Regions from separate parts of the Sus scrofa genome. Here all the other regions are linked to region 1. Evidence: chromatin contacts called from public HiChIP or PLAC-seq data. All regions are on one chromosome and are shown on one strand. The core of a region is the stretch at or near the end of the contact, and the rest is flanking DNA. Distances in the headings are between cores, read along the strand shown.

Evidence for each region. HiChIP or PLAC-seq counts read pairs in DNA pulled down with a chosen protein or histone mark.
Region 2: a contact with region 1 is called in an H3K27ac HiChIP or PLAC-seq map of alveolar macrophages. The contact joins the promoter of CLK2 here to the promoter of MEF2D in region 1. A contact is called at or near these places in 1 of 47 Hi-C or Micro-C datasets (liver) and 1 of 2 datasets of contacts at active chromatin or transcription factors (alveolar macrophages).
Region 3: a contact with region 1 is called in an H3K27ac HiChIP or PLAC-seq map of alveolar macrophages. The contact joins the promoter of KIAA0907 here to the promoter of MEF2D in region 1. A contact is called at or near these places in 1 of 5 promoter capture datasets (fetal liver) and 1 of 2 datasets of contacts at active chromatin or transcription factors (alveolar macrophages).

The regions. Positions count from the first base shown.
Region 1 is chr4:93,580,240-93,582,885 of Sscrofa11.1, forward strand. It overlaps MEF2D (myocyte-specific enhancer factor 2D), which reads left to right and starts at 1,324. Exons shown (of 12, transcript XM_021089672.1): 1 at 1,324-1,677.
Region 2 is chr4:94,556,918-94,559,563 of Sscrofa11.1, forward strand. CLK2 (dual specificity protein kinase CLK2) reads left to right here and starts at 1,303. Exons shown (of 12, transcript XM_021089727.1): 1 at 1,303-1,710. HCN3 (potassium/sodium hyperpolarization-activated cyclic nucleotide-gated channel 3) reads right to left here. Exons shown (of 9, transcript XM_013997013.2): 2 at 646-723.
Region 3 is chr4:94,096,857-94,099,502 of Sscrofa11.1, forward strand. KIAA0907 (UPF0469 protein KIAA0907 homolog) reads left to right here and starts at 1,355. Exons shown (of 15, transcript XM_001928648.6): 1 at 1,355-1,486; 2 at 1,989-2,205. The coding sequence starts at 1,449.

The DNA.
Region 1 (2,646 bases), core at 74-2,573:
TATGAGTTAGGTACTATTATCATCGCTGCTATTTTACCTATGAGGATCATGAGGTACAGGGAAATTAAGTAATGGGCCTGTGTTCCCGGTTAAAAAATGGCGGAATAAGGATGTGAACTAAAGTAGCTTGACTACTCCAAAACATGCTACCTCTTTATATATTAGCCTCTTCAGCACTCAACCTGGATCATTAAGCCTTGATCCAGTAAATCAGACCCAGCCAGGTAGAAATCGAGGTGTGTGAACTGAGTGCCCTTCTGTTCTGCGAGGGTCTTTAAGATCCAAGCCAAATTCCATCATTTCCTCAAGCTTCAGGTAGAAAGCAGACATTGGGGCAACAGGGATGCTGGAGAGGAAGTCTGACAGGTCGCTTGTCCAGTAGGCATGGCACCCACACTCCTGTGGTAGGGCAGAAGATTCGCCACACCCTGGAGCAACCAGGAATTACAAATTTTTTTAAACATCTACTACTGTTTCTTTAATGAGATGCTTTTGGGCGTTTCCTGTGCTGGGGGAAATTAGGGTCACGCCCCTTTAAATTGCCCCCCTCGGCTGTAAGTGCTCTGGAGCCTCAGGCACTGGGGATTAGGTCACCCACGAACTATGAGCTGTCGCTTTAAATTGCTGGGCGTCTGCCCAGCCGGGCCCTGGGAGGGGAGGGGGCCTCTCACAGGTAGAGGGAGCAAACGAGCTCTCCAGGTAACCCCCCAGAAAAGAACGGGTCCCTTTAAGTGAGGCTTCGGCTCACACTAAGTGAAGGAGATAAAATCTTTTCAACACTTAGTGTCTACCCTTAATTTATCTACTTAGATTCCCACCTCCCAACTCTCTAGGGGCTTGGGGGTTGGGGGGGAGCTGTCGAGGTAGCGTGTGTGTAAGTGTGTGTGCGCGAGTGTGTGTGAGTGTGTTTGGGGGCGGGGGCGGGAAGTATGTGCCCAGTCGGCGGAACCTCCCCGGAAAGGACCTCTTCGAGCGCATGGTGGCAGCAGTACTAGGCGGCCGTCCGGACAGCTCGAAAGGGGCACCACGGGCGCGGGCCGATCCCCTTAGAGGCCTCTGGGTCTCGCCTCCCTACTTTGCCTCGCTCGGTCGCTTCCTCGCTTCCTCCCTCCCTCCCTCCTGGCTGGCGGAGGGATCTGCCTCTCCCAGCGCCGCAGCCTAGCTTGGGAGGGCGCTGGGGTGGGGGCCGACCCGGCCCGGCCCGGCCGGCCCGAGGGAAGCGAGGGGCGGGGCCGCGTCCCCGGGACCGCCCCTGCTCCGGCCCCGCCCCTCCGCCCCCACGGGTTCCTCCCATTGGCCCCCCCGCCTGTCCATCACCCCCGTTCCCCCCACCCCTCAAGCTAGGCTGAGCTGTGCCTACGTCGGCCTCGACTCCCGGGGGCTGGAGGAGTTACCTTTGGAGCTCGAAAGGAGGAAGGAAGCAAAATATCAACAACAGCCGAGGCGGCTCGGGCGCTCGGCCCCAGTCCCTCGCCTGCCGGCCGCCCGCCTGCCCGCCCTCGCGCCCACGACGGGGGCCCAGGCCCCCCGGCGCAGCCCAGGGCCCGCGCGGACGCCGGCCTCATTTATTATTCCCCCCGCCCGGAGCTGCGGCTTCCAGGTGCTGAAGAGCCCCAGGACTAGGGGCGAGGGCTACCCCCTCCCAGCCGTGACATCCCCCTTCCCCCAGCGGGGCCGGTGAGTAGAGAAAAATAATGCTCCTGCCGCTTTAAGAGGCCCCCTCCCCCACCCCATCCTGGGGTTGGGGTGGAGGGTGGTCTAGACCGTCCCCCTGAGAGGTGGGATGGGGTGGCCTCTTGGGTTTGGGAGGAACTCGCGGAGCGGGCTGTGTTTTCTTGTGGCGTTGGTGGAAGATTACATGGGGGACTGTTTGGGTGAGGGAGTCGGCTGTGGGGGACAAGTGGAGTGGGCTGTAATTCCCTTGGGTGTTGGGGTCGGGGTGGGGACGGGTGGCTTGGGGGCGCGCCGGTCTGTTGGTGTCCGGGGGTTAAGGCGGCCTCCGAGCGGTCTGGGAAGGGGCGCCATCCTCAGAGGGGGTCTCCGGTGACAGCCGGGAGCGACTGACATTTTAACAGCCGGCCCTCCCTCCCTCTCCCTCCTCGAGCCGCCTGTTCCCTCCTCCTTGGCCCGAAATGGTGCAGAAGGGGGCCTGAGAGGGCGGCGGGAGGGTGGGGGCGGGGGGAGCCGCAGCTGTTTGGGAAGCGGGGGAGGGAGGGGGGATGTTGTTCAGATGACACCGGGGTGGTGGGTTGGGGTGTGTGAGTGTGTGTGTGTCCCGGGCCCGGGTTTGCCCTGTGCCTGTGGAGTTGGCACTCAGAGTTAGCACGGAGGTGGGCACGCAGGACCCTTTCTTGGGACCTCCTAGCCTGCCTCCGAGACCCCTGCTCTGGTTTGTCTGTGGCCCCAGCTGGAGAACCCCCGGCCAGAAGTTTGCAGCTGTTAAACATCTGGGCAAGAGTTCTCCAGTCCGAACTGGGTTGGGAGTGGGGGTCCAGGGAGTGAGGGGCTTTTCGGAGGGTGGGCCGAGGAGACTAAGATGCATGTAGTCTCTTACCCTCCTGCCAACCCCTTTTCTGTCAGGTTTGTTCTTACGGGGTCTCCCTTCCCCTAGTGATTCTAGCTGATCTCTCAGTGGCCTCCTGAGGT
Region 2 (2,646 bases), core at 53-2,552, 980 kb after region 1:
CCCTCTCTTCGTCCCTTCTCTCTGGTGGTCACCTGGGCGGTGGCCGTGCTCCTGCGTGGCTGCCTCAAATCACTTTTGAGTCTCGGCCCTGCCCGGCCGAATTCCTCCTTCAGCACCAGGGACAGCGATCAGAGCTGTTGTCTGGACACCCCCTCCCCCACCCCCAGCGTCCCTATTTTCCCTGGTCGCCTGCCCTGCTGAACTAGGCAGGTGCTGGGGACGGGAATGGGGTCGGTGGGAGATAGCAGAGTTCGGTTTCTCCCTCAGATTGACCCTGAGCCTTGAAATATGATAAAATTTCCCAGATCCCCAGCAAGCAGGACTGGAGGAGGCAGCGGTCCCTAGTTCCTGTATTCCCTGTGGTCCAGGTGGGGTGCCGGGTTCCTGAAATGGGAAATCCAGGTCTCTGTTAATCTGCTTGTCCCTTCCAGCGCCCCCAGCCTAAGAAGTCAGCCAGGATCTCCAGCTGGGGACCCTTTGCCCAAGAATTCCCGGGCTAGGTTGGGGGAAGTGACTGTCGGCCCCCCAAGGGACCCCTGGGCCGGAAATGAAGTGTCTGTGGAGGGTGGGGCTGGCCCGGCCCCGTGCCCCGGCCCGTGGAGGTAGGACCTGTGTCCCCCGCCCTCCCTGCCGGACCCTCAGTACCGGAAGTCGCTGTAGGGATGGATGATCCAGGCCCCCGCTGACTTGACCCGCTCCTGCTCGATTTCCACTGCTTTGTGGCTGCCGAACACACGAAGGGAGAACTTGTTGACCGTAGGCTGGAGCAGCGTCCCGAGCTGCCTCCTCTTGGGCTCAGGCCCGGGCCCGGACCCAGGGATCGGACCGGAGGCCGTGGTCGTAGACGCCGGGGCAGCAGGAGGCGCCGCCTCCAGTCCAGGGGTCGCCCCGTCGCTGGTCCCAGTCGGCGGCCGCTGCTCCGCCTCCATGACGCCTGTCGGCCTACACGTTTGGCCTCCTATACCCTGCCGCGGCCATTCGGGACCCCCGACCCTTTCCGGAGTCGGAGCGGGAGCAGCCGGGCTGGCTCTGAGCGGAGGCGTAGTCGGCTAGGAACTGCCGGCGCGCCGGCGGAGGGGGTGTGTGCGACAGACTCTGCCGCGGGTGGCAGGGGGGTTGCGCTGCGCCCCCTGGCGAGAGTTGCGGGAAGGCTGGGCAGGGCGGGCGGAGGTGGGGCCACCGAGAGACCTCCCGGGAGGGGGCGGAGCCAATAAAGCCTGTAACCGGAGGGATACCGAGGTGGGTGTGGCTTAGCCAATGTGGGCGGTCCCTCAGGTGCAGGGAGCGTAGGAGAACGCGGCCAGTGCCAAGAGGGCGTGGCCTAGAGCTGCGGTGCCTTTGACCACGGAGTGCCGGGGAGGCGGAGCCGCCTGAGATCCGCGGGAAAACCGGACGCCGGTTGTAGTTCGTATGGCTCCGGAGGGCGAGGAATTGGGAACCAATGGAAGAGGCAGGGATTCTTTGGGGATTCTCCTTCCTAACGCTTACGGACTTCCTGCATTTCACTTTTTTTTTTCTCTCAGCACTCTCCTAGGCATATTCTTAAGGATCTCCTCGTTACTGCTCCCCCGAGTATTTCATTTCTGAATTCATCTGCCACCTTCACCACAAGCAACTCGGCCCATCACTGAGCGACCGCTGAGGATACAAGGATGAATACAAAGCCCTAGCCATAAAGGCACTGCTCGTCTACGCCCGCAAACAGAACAGGTAAATTACAGTAGTATGTGAAGTAAATTCTTCCCTTTATCTCCATTTCTTATTGCCTCCGACTTATTTCAAGCCCTCAGCATTTTTTCACCCAGATTATTTCAGAAGCGTCTAAATAGGTCTCTCAACTCTCAGGCCAATTCTCCTTCCAGAGTTAACTTCCTAAATCTAAATGTAGCTATCTCACTTGCTTAATATCCTTCAAACTTCTTAGTGTTCTATAGGATTACGGTTAAATTCCTTAGAATGACAACACAAGGCCCTGCAAAATTTAGACCTCTCTTTTCAACAACCTCCCTTCTGATAGTCCCTCTCTTGAAAGCCAGGACTCCAATTCTGTTTAAACACTTCATTTTGCTTTGTCTCCAGACTTTTGTAAATACTTTCTCTGCCTAGCACTCTCCTCCAATTCACTTTCCATCCATTGGTTCAGATGTCATCTCCTCTAGGAAACCTAGAAACACATTTATAACTCTCCTTTCCCAAGCTAGGGTTGTAGTCTAGAGCTTTCTTACAGTGGCCAGGGCACCACTGTTCATAACAGCTCTTAGCACAAGGCTGCCATTATTTGTTTACAGGTCTTTCCCATTATACTATGAAGCTCTGAAGAACAGGAGCCTTGAGCCTGGCACAGTGCTGGACAGAGTAGGAACTTAATAAATGCTTTTTGAATGAACGAGGGAAAGTGTACACGGAGAAGGAAGTGAGGTTCACTTTCCTCTCCACCCCTTCATTACCCTTCAGCTTCTATTTCAAGAAACTTTTCCTAAACCATTTCTGGCCAACTGATGAAAAATTCCTTCTGACTATCCTCCACCCTGACTCCTCTCTGTTTCTTTACTTGAATATAGTTATCCTCAGGTTATTTTTCATTTTCCTAATTACTGCTCAATTCCTTCTATAACATCTGTAACTCTACCCAGTTTTTCTCGTCTT
Region 3 (2,646 bases), core at 105-2,604, 520 kb after region 1:
CTGCTAGTGCAACTGAAAAAAAAGAAAAAAAGAAAAAAGAAAAAGAAAAAAGAAAAAGAAAAAAGGAAATAAAGACACTAAAAAAAAAAGGCACTATAGCAGGTGTTCCCATTGTGGCTCAGTGATAATGAACCTGACTAGTACCCATGAGGATGTGGGTTCAAGCCCTGGGTTAAATGTTCCCTCACTCAGAGGGTTAAAGATTTGGTGTTGCTGTCACTGTGATGTAGGTGGGCAGCTGTAGCTCCAATTCGACACCTAACCTGGGAACTTCCATATGCTACAGGTGTGGCCCAAATAAAGCTCACACACGCACACAAAACACTATAGCAAAGGAAAAAATAGATTCATGCAATAGAAAAGAATGCAGAAATAGATGTTTATATGGGACATTTATTTATTAAATGCTGAAGGGAAAACACTATAAATGTGGCTTTAAATTTTTTTTTTAGGGCCACAGGTGTGGCACATGGAAGTTCCCAGGATAGAAGTCAAACAGGAGCTGCAGCTGCCCTACACCACAGCCACAGCAACTTAAGTCCCTGAGCAGGACCAGGGATCCAACCTGCATCCTCATGGATACTAGTCAGGTTTTTAACCTACTGAGCCACAACGGGGACGCCTAAAAATGTGAATTTTAAATGAATTTGTATTCTGTTAATCCTGTCAGTACATAAACTTGTTTGCAAGAATAGCATTGTATTTTATTGATTCTATGTAGAGACTCCTTGGAGTTCCCATTTCATAACCTAGGCTGGGTCACTTCTTTAGCCCTCACTGGAAGGGCTCTGTGACTTTCAAATACTTGCGTGTTAGCTCCACCAAGTTGAGCATTTATCTTCTCCACCTTTGTTTATTATAACCTATTCTATGTAATACCCGGCGTGGCCACCACGCCACATTCTAAGTGTCAGAAAGGCAGGACCCCCTGCTCTTAAAACAGGGACAGGCGCGCAGAAATGAAAAGAAAAAAATCTTCAAATAATTTTTGGGATGAGTCCTTTCCTTTTCCCTAAGCAGGTAACTGAAACTTGAAGTTTGCAAAAGCCGCGGGAAAGCGCTGTCCCAGGTCAGCGGCTGGGACTCTACAAGAATGTGACTGAATTTGGGGAGAAACCTGTTTAATTTTCCTTACTCATGCGTGTTGTACTCTTGGCTAGCGACTTGCCCACAAGAAAGATGGATTCTTCTTGCCCCAATTCTTCCTTAATATGAGATTTAGCAGCCATCTTTCTCAAGGGAAAGCGCAAGCAGGAAGGCCACACCCCATCTGTTTCAAATAAGGCCAGAAGCCTTGACATCAACAGGAGTCCAATCGGAATAGACTTTTATACCGGAACCGCTTTGCCTCACGACCGGAAGAGGCTGTGCGTAAGGGCGTTGGGGGCGGAAGTGACGGGAAGGAGGTAGTGGGGTAGTTGGCGGGTGGTTGATCAGAGCCGGTCGCCATGTCCGCGGGGAGCGCGACACATCCTGGAGCTGGCGGGTAAAGCTTTTCTGGCGAGGGCATCGCAGCGAGCATGAGGCCCAGGAGAGGCGGAGGGATCATGGGAAGCAGCGTCTGGGTAGAGGGGCGCTTGGGTGGGAAGTGTATGTATTTGAGGGCCGGACTTTGGGGGCGAAGGATCGTGAGCAGGCCTGGGGCCCCAGAAAAAGGCCAGCGGGGATCAGAGAAAGGAGAAAAGCAGGGACTTTGGGAATGACGAGCCAAAAGGGAAGGTGAGAACGAAGGGTTGTAGGACACCAGAATCTTTTAATAGGGATGACGGAGTAGAAAGGAAGTAGATTCAGGAAAAGGGTTGAAAGAAGTGAGGATTTGGGGAAATATTGCAGTGGTTGTCTGTTTAAGGAGAGATGGTAATTTTAGCTCTGATAGTAGATTCGAAAGTGTAAAGGGAGCCTGATAGCGGGAAAATGGGGTACTAAGGTGTAGTAAGGGGAGAAAAATAGTAAAAACTTTGTGGCCTAATATTTTCCTCTTCCTGTAGGCGCCGCAGCAAATGGGACCAACCAGCTCCAGCCCCCCTTCTCTTCCTGCCACCAGCAGCCCCAGGTGGGGAGGTTACCAGCAGTGGGGGAAGCCCTGGGGGCTCCACAGCTGCTCCCTCTGGAGCCTTGGACGCTGCTGCTGCTGTGGCTGCTAAGATCAATGCCATGCTTATGGCCAAAGGAAAGCTTAAACCAACTCAGAATGCTGCTGAGAAGGTATTTGAAGTTGAGGGGATTCTGCTGATTGCAGTTTGTAATCTTGTAATCTCACAATCATTTGTCTTAAGGAGACACTCTCGGGGGTGGGGGTACAGTAATTTAGTTTTTTTTTTTTTTTTTCTTTTTAGAGCTGCAGGAGCGGCATATGGAGGTTACCAGGCCAGGGGTCAAATCAGAGCTGCAGCTGCTATGCCACAGCCACACCAGATCTGAGCCCCCTGTCTGCAACCTACACTACAGCTCACGGCAACACCAGATTCTTAACCCACTGAGCAAGGCCAGGGATCTAACCTGCATCCTCATGGATGTTAGATTCGTTTCTGCTGAGCCAGGATGGGAACTCCTAGGAGGCAATTTTGCTTGGGCTAAGTTACATTTATGGACCAAATAACTTGTTTTGTCTGTGTTCCCTTAGTTCAGCCCTAGTTCTGTCTACAT